Linked DNA regions of Sus scrofa: all the other regions are linked to region 1. A link is a contact called in public Hi-C and HiChIP or PLAC-seq data. All regions are on one chromosome and are shown on one strand. Each heading gives the region's core, a stretch centred on a gene start, on an enhancer-like site or on the middle of the called end of the contact. The rest is flanking DNA. Distances are from core to core; before and after follow the strand shown. Region 1 holds the start of KIF1B (kinesin-like protein KIF1B). Region 2 holds the start of UBE4B (ubiquitin conjugation factor E4 B). Region 3 holds the start of PGD (6-phosphogluconate dehydrogenase, decarboxylating).

The links. A called contact is a pair of places that touch in the nucleus more often than the background predicts. HiChIP or PLAC-seq counts read pairs in DNA pulled down with a chosen protein or histone mark.
Region 2: a Hi-C map of skeletal muscle shows a contact between it and region 1, with 3 times the contacts expected there. The contact joins the promoter of UBE4B here to the promoter of KIF1B in region 1. A contact is called at or near these places in 4 of 47 Hi-C or Micro-C datasets (heart right ventricle, liver and skeletal muscle) and 1 of 2 datasets of contacts at active chromatin or transcription factors (alveolar macrophages).
Region 3: a contact with region 1 is called in an H3K27ac HiChIP or PLAC-seq map of alveolar macrophages. The contact joins the promoter of PGD here to the promoter of KIF1B in region 1. A contact is called at or near these places in 1 of 5 promoter capture datasets (fetal liver), 2 of 47 Hi-C or Micro-C datasets (alveolar macrophages and heart right ventricle) and 2 of 2 datasets of contacts at active chromatin or transcription factors (alveolar macrophages and skeletal muscle).

What each region holds. Positions count from the first base shown.
Region 1 is chr6:70,492,898-70,496,890 of Sscrofa11.1, forward strand. It overlaps KIF1B (kinesin-like protein KIF1B), which reads left to right and starts at 2,247. Exons shown (of 46, transcript XM_021095324.1): 1 at 2,247-2,595.
Region 2 is chr6:70,344,112-70,348,355 of Sscrofa11.1, forward strand. UBE4B (ubiquitin conjugation factor E4 B) reads left to right here and starts at 1,678. Exons shown (of 27, transcript XM_021095312.1): 1 at 1,678-2,439. The coding sequence starts at 2,416.
Region 3 is chr6:70,673,027-70,677,075 of Sscrofa11.1, forward strand. It overlaps PGD (6-phosphogluconate dehydrogenase, decarboxylating), which reads left to right and starts at 2,725. Exons shown (of 14, transcript XM_003127557.4): 1 at 2,725-2,868; 2 at 3,483-3,558. The coding sequence starts at 2,861.

The DNA.
Region 1 (3,993 bases), core at 997-3,496:
CTTCTTTCACTGTTTTAGATTCTTTTTAATTTGAGCTCTACTGCGAGCTCAAATAATATTAACTACCATCCAGGTTTTTGTAACTCTCCATGGTGCTTATCAGAGTACTTAATGCAAAGGGATCTTTTTTTAAGAAAAAAGTTGGTGTCCACTGATGAATCGATGAGCTTCTGTTTATTAACACATTATAATTACATTTTTTTCCCCACACCAGTGGTATATGGAAGTTTCCGGGCCAGGGAAGGAACGCCAGCCACAGCAGTGACAATATGGAATCCTTAACCACTAGGTCACCAGGGAACTCCACTGTAATTCATTTTTGTCTTGTCCTTCAGGAAACTAGGAGCTGAGCTTTGTGCTCAGTGGGGGCACCTTGCCTTGACTCTGTTTTGGTTTTTGTGGTTTTTTTTTTTGTCTTTTTACCCTTTCTAGGGCCACTTCTGAGGCATATGGAGGTTCCCAGCCTAGGGGTCCAATTGGAGCTGCAGCCTCCGGCCTACACCAGAGCCACAGCAACACGGGATCCAAGCCGCATCTGCAACCTACACCACAGCTCACGGCAACGCCGGATCCTTAACCCACTGAGCAAGGGCAGGGATCGAACCCGCAACCTCATGGTTCCTAGTCGGCTTCGTTAACCACTGCGCCACGACGGGAACTCCCAACTCTGTTTTTTAATATTACTTTTCTTTCTATGCATTCCCCTTATTCATACAGTCCCCCATATAGCCTTTTATTACTTAAAAATTATTATTAACTTTACTCCTACTTTAATGCTATACAGTTTTATTGCTTGTATGCTTCATTGTAAGCTATGTCAAATCCATCTATGAATAGGTGAAGTTCTTAAATTCTAAATAAGGAGTTCCCAGTGTGGCAAACCGGAAACAAATCTGACTAGGAACCACAAGGTTTCAGGTTTGATCCCTGGCCTCGCTCAGTGAGTTAAGGATCCGGTGTTGCTGTGAACTGTGGTGTAGGTTGCAGACTCAGCTCCTGATCGGCAGTTGCTTTGACTGTGGCATAGGTCGGCAGCTGTAGCTCCGATCCACCCCTAGCCTGGGAACCTCCATATGCCCTGGATGCGGCCCTAAAAAAGCAAAAGAAACCAACACCACCAACAAAAAACCCCCCAAAATTCTAAACGAAACGAGAAATATTCAATAGACGTCGAATGGATGGAAAGTATAAGGACTTAAGCGGGAGTGGAAATTTTCCAAAATCATTAGTGTAAAAAATTAACTTTGATGCTTTAGCGTTTGTACTTATAAACAAGGCTTTTAACATCCAATACTGTATTGAATTCAGGAGGAAAAAATTAAATTTTACTTTCAATTTCTGCTAGTAAATCAAAAAGCATTTCGCCTTATAAACAGTGGTGCTTGGCATGAAAATTGCACAAATTACTGTTGAATTAATATTTTGTTAAGTACTGAATTGGACCTCTCATGAACAGTTGTGGGCTTTTCTTTTGAGCAGAATCTAAATCTGATTTTAAAAAATTGCTACCAGGGTGCTTCTGTTCTTTGGGTTTCTGAATTCCAAAAACCCTCCTTCAAGGGCATCTCCCAGAAGGGAGCTCGGTTGGTTAATTCCGGGGCGATACAAAGCATTTTGTTCCTTTACTCACGGCGCTTACTCGGTCTCCCAAGGAGACAAGTTGAATGCCCACTAAGTCATGCTTTTCCATTACTCATTCTGCCTTTTTTCCCAAGGTGGCGTGTGGGAGGTGTTTGCGGGCTGGATAAGAATAGGCCGGGGAGCTTTCTGCGGGATAATACACTCATCCCTTTGCGTGTTTCACTGCGCAGTGTTCCACGGCTTCAACGGGTGAGATGTTTTCCAAATGGACAATGACTCCAGACTCGGCCGCCTCCCACATTCATCTCTGCTCCCCCGCAGGCGTCTGGCCCCCACAGTCCCGCTCCGCCTCCCTTAGCCTTGCTTTGTCCCCTTACAAGGCGGATCATCGGGTTAGCAGGGCGCGGCTCCCGCCGACTGACGCCCTTCGGGGGTCACCTGGGAGGGGACTGTGGGCGCCGCCTTTGCCCACCCCGCATCCTCGCACCCCCGCACCCGCTCCTGCTTCCGAGCCACTAGGGGGCGTCCTGCGGTCTCCGCCTCTCCCACCGCCTCGCATCTCCGGCTCTCCCTGCGATTGGTCGACGCCCACGTCAGTCGCAGGCGCCGGGGCGGGCCGAGGTGACGCGCGGCGGCCGGGCTCGGGGCGGTGTCCCGCGCCGGCGACTGCGGGCGGAGCTTCGCGAGGACAGACGCGGGGCAGTCGGACGGCGGCGGACCAGGGAGGCGCCAGCGCGAGTCAGAGCCTCTCTCCGCCCGCCGCCGCCGCCGCCGTCGCCACCGCCACCGCCGGCCCGTCTTCGTGTCCCGGTCTCTGCGCTCCCGCCTTCCGGCCGCCGCGGCCCTCGATGCGGGGCTGGTCCGTTGCGTGATGGGGTTGCCGAGCGGCGCCCTGCTGCTCGCGGCGGCCGCTGCTCGCGCTGAGGAGCGTCGGTGCCGGGCTGCCCAAGCCCCCGCGCGCCGCGGCGCCTGCTGACCCGGCCCGTCTGCCCGTCGGTCCGCAGCGCGGCTGAGGTAAGGCGGGCGGCGGTTGACGCTGCGCAGCCGGCCTGAGGAGGGGACCGCCCGGGGGGAGGGGCGGCCGGGCGGGGGGCGGGTGGGGTCCGAGCGGGGGAAGCTCCGGGCCGGAGCGGCCGGTAGTGAGGGCGCTGCCCCAGCGGGGCGCCGGGCGGGGCGGGGCGGGGCGGGGGAGCCTCGCCCTCGGGGATAGAGGGCCGTCCGGGGCCGGCGGCGAGCCCCGGGCTTGGGGCCAGCGGCCTGCTGGGTCCCCCGCAGTGCCCCGCACTAGCCCTCAGCTCCCCCTGAGCCGCGAGGCTCCGGCGGTGCGGAGCGGTCGGGCAGCTGAGCCGCCGCGGGCCGTGCGTTCCCTGGGCCCTCTGCGCACATTGCGGCTCTGCTTGGCTTTGAAGCCCCCCCTGCCTGATTTCCCCCATCCCCGCTTCCCCGTTATGATCGGCATCGGGGCTTCGGCTAGGAATGTGGTTGCGCCCTTTTGCCAGATGAAGGCGGGAGCGGGCGTCGCGTGGGAGGGGGGAGCCGATGGCGCGGGGACCAGAGAGCAGCGCGATGGAAAGGGAGGGGGCTCGCTGGATGCTGGATGCTGGCCAGCGGCGGGCAGGCCGGGGTGGTCTCGGCGTTCGGCGGCCCGGGATTACTCCGGCAGCCATATTGGGAGGATGATCTGACAAATCCTTTAGGAGCCAAGTCCGGTTGCTGGAAGGCACCGAGTGACAGCCCTGGCAGCTTTCAGGGTGACTGGCCGCACCAGAGCCAAGTTGTGGGGGTTGGGAGGCTGCTCCAGCAAGCTAGTCATTGTTCATGCAACACAAAACATCCCAGGCCCTAAAACCCGAATGGTACTCCCAAAACACTTCAACTCCTCGATCAGTTGCTAATTGAACTTCCAAGGTAAAGTGCCTTTAAGATTCCATTCTTGTTGGGGATGAAATGCCGTGTTTTCGTTCATCGTCTGTAGCCAGTGCTATGGGTGCAGAGGGCCGAGGATGCCAAATACAGAGGCAGGTCTCAGGATCGCTAAGGCCAGTTTACCAGAATGGAGGCCTTGAATTAGTATATTGCATCGGATGGATAGATTTTTCAGAGTAGCTCAGCATGCAGAGATGAAGTAAACGGGAATATTCGGATGATGAGAGTGGCCTGCAGCAGTATTTCTGAGGACGCAGGTTGTCATCTTTGTGGCATCTCGAGGTAGCTGAAATTAGATTGTCAACAGATCTCTTGCTCACGTATCTTTTACTGTTCTAGGCAGCTGTTCTGCTGATACTGAACATGTTGCTTTGTGTCTCAGATGGATCTCTTTGAGCCCCCATGAAAGTATAGTGATTGGATTTGAATAGCTCTTAAGAGGTGATATCATGGTGGATATTTTATTTAAAGGCTGGCATTATGTCA
Region 2 (4,244 bases), core at 428-2,927, 150 kb before region 1:
AGGATCTGGCATTGCCGTGAGCTGACACGGCTCAGATCTGGCATTGCTATGGCTCTGGCATAGGCCATCAATCTACAGCTCCGATTTGACCCCTAGCCTGGGAACCTCTAAATGTTGCAGGAGCAGCCCTAGAAAAGGCAAAACGACAAAAAAAAAAAAAAAAAAAGTCTGGCTTACACAGAATTCCCTTCCTGGAGAGCGGAAAGCCAGCAGTGCTTTAATTTTACTTACAAATCCCTTACATATCTAGCTGTCATGTTACTATTTGAAGTAAGGAGAAAAAAATTGTGACTTTTAATTCTGGAATGCAATCTTTACGATTATGGGTAAGTCAATGAGCCCATTCAGTATGTTCTTCTTCATATGTGGCAAAATCTGGAATTTCATGATATTGTTATGTTGATCGCTCTATTTAGATCTGTATGTTTTAAACGTGATTGCATTCTTCAGAGAACAGATTGGTGGCTGCCAGAGAGGGGTAGTGGGTGGGCAAAAGGTACAAGCTTCCATTTGTCAGTCCTGGGGATGTAATCTACAGCACAGGGACCACAGTTAACAATACTGTATTGTACATTCGAAGGTTGCTAATAGAATAATTCTTGGTGATGTCGAATTTTTTTTATCTTTTTTTTTTTTTTCTTTAAGGCCCCATCCGTGGCATATGGAGGGTCCCAGGCCAGGGGTCAGACCGGAGCTGTAGCCTTCGGCCTACACCACAGCCAGAGCAAGGCAGGATCCGAGGTATGTCTCTAACCTACGCCACAGCTCAGGGCATCGCGCTCGGATCCTTAATTCACTGAGTGAGACCGGGGATCGAACTTGTGTCCTCATGGATACTAGTCAGATTCGGTTCCACTAGGCCATGACGGGGAACTCCCAAATTTTGCCAGCATTTTGGGACGCACTTGAAAAAAAAAATCAGAAACTATCTCTGATAGGACAATAATAAGTTGCCCCTGTGGCACAACAGGATCTGCGGTGTCTGGAGAGCACTGGGACGCAGGTTCGATCCCTAACCTGCACCTCAACCATGGGTGAGCTCTGACCCTGGCCCAGGAACTCCACATGCCAGCGGGGCGGTCGAAAAAATAAAATATAAAGAAACAAAAGGACAATTATGAAAGAAAGTTCTACTTGGGTCAGAGTTTTCTTCTAAATGGGCTTTGTTTGTGGAGGTAGAAGAGTGTACGTAGAAAGGTTTTTCAGAATGTGAGCGGTCTGGCAGAGTACGCTCCTCCGAGAAAGGAGGCGTTTTCTGTTTTATTTCATTTCGCCTGCATCGTGGAGGGAAGTGGCCTTTTTGAGTCGCTAGAAAGGAGCGTCTGGGAACAACGGAGGCGCTGTAGGACCTAGTCGCGGGCGGGCGTCCCCTCCTGGCCACCCCTCCCGGCGTGGGTGCGTGTGCTCGCTCCCCGCGGCCGCCAGCCCGCGCGGTCCTCCAGGGGACCTACCGGGGCCCTGCCGGCCTCGCCCGCCGCCCGCGCCGTCGCCATGGCAGCGCGCCGCCCCGCCCCCCGCGCTCCGCCCGCCCCCAGCCCGCGGCCCCGCTCGCCCCTCCCCCGCCCCGCGCGGCGGCGGGGAAGAGGGTGGGGCGGGGGCGGGAGGAGATGCAGGCGAGAGGAAATCGGCGGCGCGCCGCCCGCGGCCCATTGGCTGCCTCGTCTTGGGGCCAGAAGCCCCGCCTCCCTGGCGGGATCACGTGATCCCTTTCAAAGATGGCCGCCCTGTTGTTTTGATGAATAATACTTGGTGGGGCGAGGGGGTAAGAGTAGGGGTGGAGGGGTAGGAGGTTTTACTCTTCCAGCCCGAGCATCGCGAGTCCAGTCCACCCCTCCCCCCTGCCCGGGCTCTGGCGTGGAGGCGGGGCGTGGCCGGCCTGCTTTGGGAGGGGAGGAGCTTCCCTCGTCAGTGCTGGGCTCTGCCTGGGCGGCTCTGGGGTCGCCTTACCTCGGGGCACCCACTCTGCAGTTGAACTGTTCCCGCCAGGGGCAAAGGGTGGGTAGGAGAGCAAGATCTGCGGTGGGAAGATCCGCTGCCGCGCCACCACCCCGAAGACACAGCAGGCTTCGAGCGCGAGGCGAGCTGGAGACCGAGCTCGCTAGTCTGGGTAACCTGGGAAGCAGAGGGTAATAAGTGGCGCCTTAAGATAACCCTGTAGCAGCAGCAGTGGCAGTCAGAGGAGGCTGCTCGGGGATAAGCAGCTGTAGGAGTCTCTGGGGCGATTGGAGTGACTGACGCCAAGGCATTTCAGTGCCTCTCGTGTTCTTATTTTTTAACCTCTGACTATGCAATTCTGAAACCTCCCCCATTCGGGGGACCAGACAGCCCGAAAGACACCTTCCACTCTCCTCCCGCCCTGGTCTCAAAGAACAGAAGGATCTCTCCGTAACGCCTTTCACCATTAAGAGGAAAGCGATGGAGGAGCTGAGCGCTGATGAGGTGAGGAGGTTGGGGGACACATTGGGAGATGAGTTGGCCAACTCTCTGGCGTTTCGGATAGGGAGGAGATTGCGCCAGTGGTGCCTGGCCTTTGGGCAGGAATGGAGATGACATTTTCCAAGAATAAAATGAGTCCCTGAGAGGATCTCTGGTTGTATTCGCTTGTATTCCTTTGCCTTCTTTTTTCATCCTGAACTCCTTTTGCTTGTTTTCGAGTCTTTTAGGGTCTAAAGAAGGGGAGAGCATATTGAGCCTTTCATTCCTCTCTCAGGGTGTTTAAGCAGGAAAGGCTAGATTTACATCAAGTTGTGCGTGTGTCTGTGCGCGCTCGCGCTGGCGCTGGCCCTCGCGCGCGCGCGCCGTACTGCAGAGATTTAAAGAATAATTTTGGATGGAATCAATGCATGGGTGTATGTTTTTGAAAGATTTGAAATCCCGAGTTTTTATGGCCATTTCATCGTAGAAGTTAATTAAACATTACATTTGTGTTTGGGGGTGACCTACAGATTTCTTTGATGTTGAACGCAATACATTTCTTCTCAATAGCTTAGTCAATTACAGTTAAATTCTAGCATTTTAACAGACCGCTGACTTCTGGCTTACTTCTCTTTCATTCTGCTTTCTTCTAGTTTTTGTCCCTTTCAAACTTGTGTTATGCTGTTGCAGACACCAAACAGGAAGCACATGACTTTGTGGACCCCCTCATTATTATTTCAGAAAGGAGTCTTCGCATCCCCTTCTTGATGTGTTCAAGATAATTTAATAATAATCATTAAAAACAGTGGCATTTAGGCTACAAGGAATTTCCTGTGCCTCTGTTGACTTTTCCCTTCATTTTTACACATTGGGATCTTGCCTTTCAGGACCCTGCTGGCCTTACTCTCTTCAGCCTACCATTTCTTCCTCTGGTTCATGTACAATTTCCCTACAGTATCATGAAGGTAGTCATCCATTAGGTTGGTTGTGCTATAAAACTTCCATGCTTCAGTTTTAGCTACAGAGTAATTGATGTGTTTACCTGGGAACAAATTCTCCAGGGATGAGTCAGGCAAGTGGTGGGTTAGGGGTCACATAGGAAGGGTAGCAAATCATTTTTTTGGTTTTGATACCTGGTTGTGTTTGGAAAGTCAGGATCGCCCGTTTGGTGTTACTGACTTTGTTTTCTAAATACATCAATAATGTAATCTTAAACTAGGAAATATCGTACGGTTTCTTTCAGTGAGGACCTATCAGGAGATTCCCCTTAGAGGCACTTTGTTTTATGTGGTGCTTTTAAAAAGTTCTTTTATGTAGTACTTTTAAAAACTACACCTCCATTTTTCCTTTAATATTAATCCTAACAGTTCTTTTCTCTTCAGTCAAAGAGTTTTTTAGTAGTCCATTATGTGCAGAGATAACTTTTTTTTGTTTATGTTCTCTAAATTGTTTCTGGTTTAGAAATTTTTTCACACGAGTTTTCACCAAGAAATTATTTTCAAACCATTAAAGCATACAGACCAGTTAAAGATGCGTGTAATCTGAACTGCCTGTTTCCTTTACCCAGTCCATGAGGAAGGTCTTGACTCTTTTTTGGACCATATATGGAACATATGTAATCATTGTGGCAGAGACAGACATTTTTCAAGGTCAACAGAATAGTAAAATAAATGTGAAGAATTGATTTCACTAATATAAGATCAATATAAAATTATATTCCACAAATTAGTCTGAACACAAAGAGACAGTTCAATAACTGGTGATTTTACTCTCAGCAGAATCTACAACTCATCTTTTTAGGGAAAGTTTTCCTTAAGCTTTTTTTTTTT
Region 3 (4,049 bases), core at 1,475-3,974, 180 kb after region 1:
GAGAGGAGTGGTAGGTATTGTTTGTGGATCTCTCTAATGTCCTGCTTCTACAGCTTAAGAGGCCCCGGATTCTTACATCTGCCTCTAAATTTCACCTGTTCTGTGTCACCTGTGATGTAGCCTCTGGAAACAACCCACTGTACACTTAAAAAAGAATGAGAAGAAGGCAGCAAATCATGTCTTACTGGACCATGGACATAGCTCTGTCCCCACTTGCCCTTGAGGTGTCTGAGGGGCTTCCAGAGTCCTGACTACCCTTTGAGAGTTGTTTTCACCAGCACTCAATCATCCGGGGGTCCTGGTAAAATGCACATCTCCTGGCCTGTCTCAGACCTGTGGTATCAGAAATCACATTTAACACGCCTCCCTGCACACTGGCTTGTGAGACATTGGGTTGGGAGAACTCCAAGGTTCCTGCCGGCCTGGTTCATCCAAAGCTACTGAGTCACCTGTTTTAGGCCCAGGTCTCGGTGCAGGGCTAGCGTGGCTGTGGCCATGGCCATCAGCTCGCACTCTCTTGTCTGCCTGGCTTATGGGTTCACGTCTCCTATTCACGTCTTTACCCTTCAGGGAAGCACCGAGGGCGGCCAGGGCACCTTGATTATAGCTTTAAATAAATGTCAGTCTTGCTTACAACTTTAATTTTTGCAACCAGTAGAAGCGAGAAGAAATGACTGCCCTCAAGAGGAAATTCTGTGCTCAGCTTGGCCCCAACCTGGACATCTATACAGTGAGTCAACCATGGTCCATTAACATGTACCAGGCAATGGGAGAGTGAAAAAGAAGAGAAACATTGTACCTCCAGGGGTGAAGGTCCAGCTGGTGCAAAACAGGCAAATACGGAAGTAACTCAAGGAAAAGATCAAATTGATAAAAAGGAGTTCCCGTCGTGGCGCAGTGGTTAACGAATCCGACTAGGAACCATGAGGTTGCGGGTTCGGTCCCTGCCCTTGCTCAGTGGGTTAACGATCCGGCGTTGCCGTGAGCTGTGGTGCAGGTCGAAGACGCGGCTTGGATCCCGCGTTGCTGTGGCTCTGGCGTAGGCCGGTGGCTACAGCTCCAATTCAACCCCTAGCCTGGGAACCTCCATATGCCGCGGGAGCGGCCCAAGAAATAGCAACAACAACAGACAAAAAGACAAAAGACAAAAAAAAAAAAAAATTGATAAAAAGAATGTCTCTAGTGGAGAAACCATAATATAGAAAAAATACAAGATAAAGTGGACTATGGTATCATTTTTAACTTTCAGCGTAAGATGCCACTATTGCATTTAAAAAAAAATAGTTACTGTGATTTAATTAACATACAACTTTCATTAGGAAAAAACCACTAGGAGGACGCTACTGGCTCAGCAGATTAAGGATCTGGCATTGTCACTGCTGTGGCTCTGGTTACAGCTGGGACAGGAGTTCCATCCTTAGCCTGTCAACTTCCACATGCCTGGGGGGGGGGCGGGAAACCAGCTATTGTGGGACATTGCTAACATGGAAGTTATAACAGTATCTGTTAAAACCTACATTACAAAGTAACCTGTGCAACTGGTGTGATGGAAATAGCCTTGGCCTTGAAATAGGCACAAGAGGCCGCTAACTAGCTGCTAACTAGCTGTGTGATACTAGTAATTAAACATCTGTTGAACATTTACTAAGGGCAAGGCTCTGTTCGGTGAATCATTCACAGAAATCAAAAACCCTTAAAAAGTGCTGGAGGAGCTGGGCGAGTCCACAAGGATCTGCGCTGGAGGCGGCAGGGTCCCCTGCGGAGGATCAAGATGCCTTGTGCACCCAGGACTCCTGCCGGTGGGAGATATATTTAATGTCCTAGACCGATCTTTCACCATCGCGTCGCTTCTAGTTCCTTAGCTGGGAAGGGGTTCAGTGACACGACCTCCAAGCCCGGCCCCATCCCACCCCAGCAAGTACATTCCCAGCCTGCCCTCTCTGCGCCAGTTTCTTCATCTGCAAAAAGGGGCTACACGTCTCCCACTCAAGGTCGTGGTGAGGAGCAACATTTCCTGGCACCCATCACACGTGTCCACAGACAAGAATACACCCCCCGGCCCTGCCCAGAGGTCCAGAGATTTCAAGCTTAAACTCAGGTGTGCACTGGAGTTCCCTGTCGTGGCTCAGTGGTTAATGAATCTGACTAGGAACCATGAGGTGTGGGTTCAATCCCTGGCCTCGCTCAGTGGGTTGAGGATCCTGTGTTGCCATCAGCTGTGGTGTAGGGCGCAGACTCGCTTGGATCTCGCATTGCTGTGGCTCTGGCTAGGCCAGCGGCTACAGCTCCGATTAGGACCCCCCCTAGCCTGGGAACCGCCATATGCCACTGGTGCGGTCCTAAAAGGACAAAGGACAAAAAAAAAAAAAAAAACCAAAAACCAAAAAAACACCTCAGGTGTGCACCACAGCAATGGGAATGGACACTTGGACCACAGGCGTTCAAGGCCCTCTGTCCTGGAAAGCGCTGCGGGACGTGAGCCATCATCACCCTACCGCACCTTGCAGCGGAGCAGAATCCGGGCCCCGCTTGTCCTCTGCCCCCGCCCTCCGCCAGTCCCGGCGCGGGTGACCAGCGCCACGCCCCCGCGAGCGCCGGAGCGATGTCATCGATGTGCTCGGCGCTCTCCTGAGCCAGCCCTAGGAGTGGGCAAGCCCATTTTCCTCAGGTGGTCTAACAGGCGCTGGAGCGGACCAATGGCTGAGCTCCATAGCTCCACCCCTCCCTTCTGACTGGCCGGCGCTGGGAAGCCTCGGCCGCGGCCAGGGGAAGCGAGCCGGGACGGGGTTCAGTCCCGGTTGTCCGCGCCGTGCGTTTCCTGCCTTCCGCTCTGCTCGCTCCAGCCCGCTCTGCCGCCGCCATGGCCCAGTGAGTGACCACCTGCGGGCGGCCGGGAAACTTTCCGAGGCCCGAGCTGCCCCCGACGTCGCCTCGGTGCCGGGGGTCGCCGGAGCCCGGCCTCGTGGCGCCCGGAGCCCTGGACCTCCATGGTCTCAGCCCCCTCGGGCCCAGGCTCCGGAACCGCTGGACCCCGAGGGAGCCCGCGACCTCGCTTTTCCTCGGACCCAGCTCCTCTGCCCCCCGCGGTGGCGCCGGCGGATCCGGTTCCTAGGAAGCGCAGGAGGGAGGGGAGGGGACGGGCGTGGCCGAGGGGAGCCAGGGCCCGGGGACGGCGGGCGGGACGCCTGGAACGGGGTCGTTACCAGCTCGGCCGGAGCACAGAAGAGGTTACCCCGAGACCACCCTTCTGCGTGCATGTTTGCTAGGTCTTGAGAACTCGCGAATCCGTGAAGTAGCAGAGTGGGTGGCCCGTCTGTAGTTTCCAGGAAGGCTGCAAGCCTGGGTTCTGAAGTGCAAAAGGAGGGAGGGGGATGGAGGAGCGTTAAGGCGGGTTATTCAACAAAGAGCAAAAGCTCCAAAATGCTGGGTCCTTGAGGTGTAATGAACCAAGTGCAGCTGACGCAGTTTCCTTTGGCTTTCAGGGCTGATATTGCACTGATTGGACTGGCCGTCATGGGCCAGAACTTAATTCTGAACATGAACGACCACGGCTTTGTGGTAAGTCAGGGGGGACACACACTCTTAGGGGTTCTTGCTGCTTTGGCCTGAATGCTGGTGATCGTTCTGGTTTCAAAGATCCCATATAACCTGTAAGATAGTTCTCTTTATATATACTCTGTGGCTGCTTATCACATTTTTGCAAGAGAGAGAGAAGCAACACTTTACTTCTGGGATTTGGAGGGCCAGCCCCACGACTGTCTCAAGAAGAAGAGTCCTGCTCAGTGAGCCTGTGGGTTCTGAAAGGTTTGCAGCCTTGAGTAAGCCCGTCTGGAGCCTAAGGAGGCGAAACCCTGCTGGATGTGGATAGCTCTAACTTTATTGCCTAATGGCATCTGGAGGCAAGTTCGGTGTGAATACTAAACTAGTTTAGATACAAGGATCACCAGAAACAAAAGATAACAGTCTGGAACCTTCTGTTCCTAGATTTGAGTCCTAACCAAATAATGAGACTAGCTAGCCCCATGTATCTCTGGCAGTTGACCTTTGCC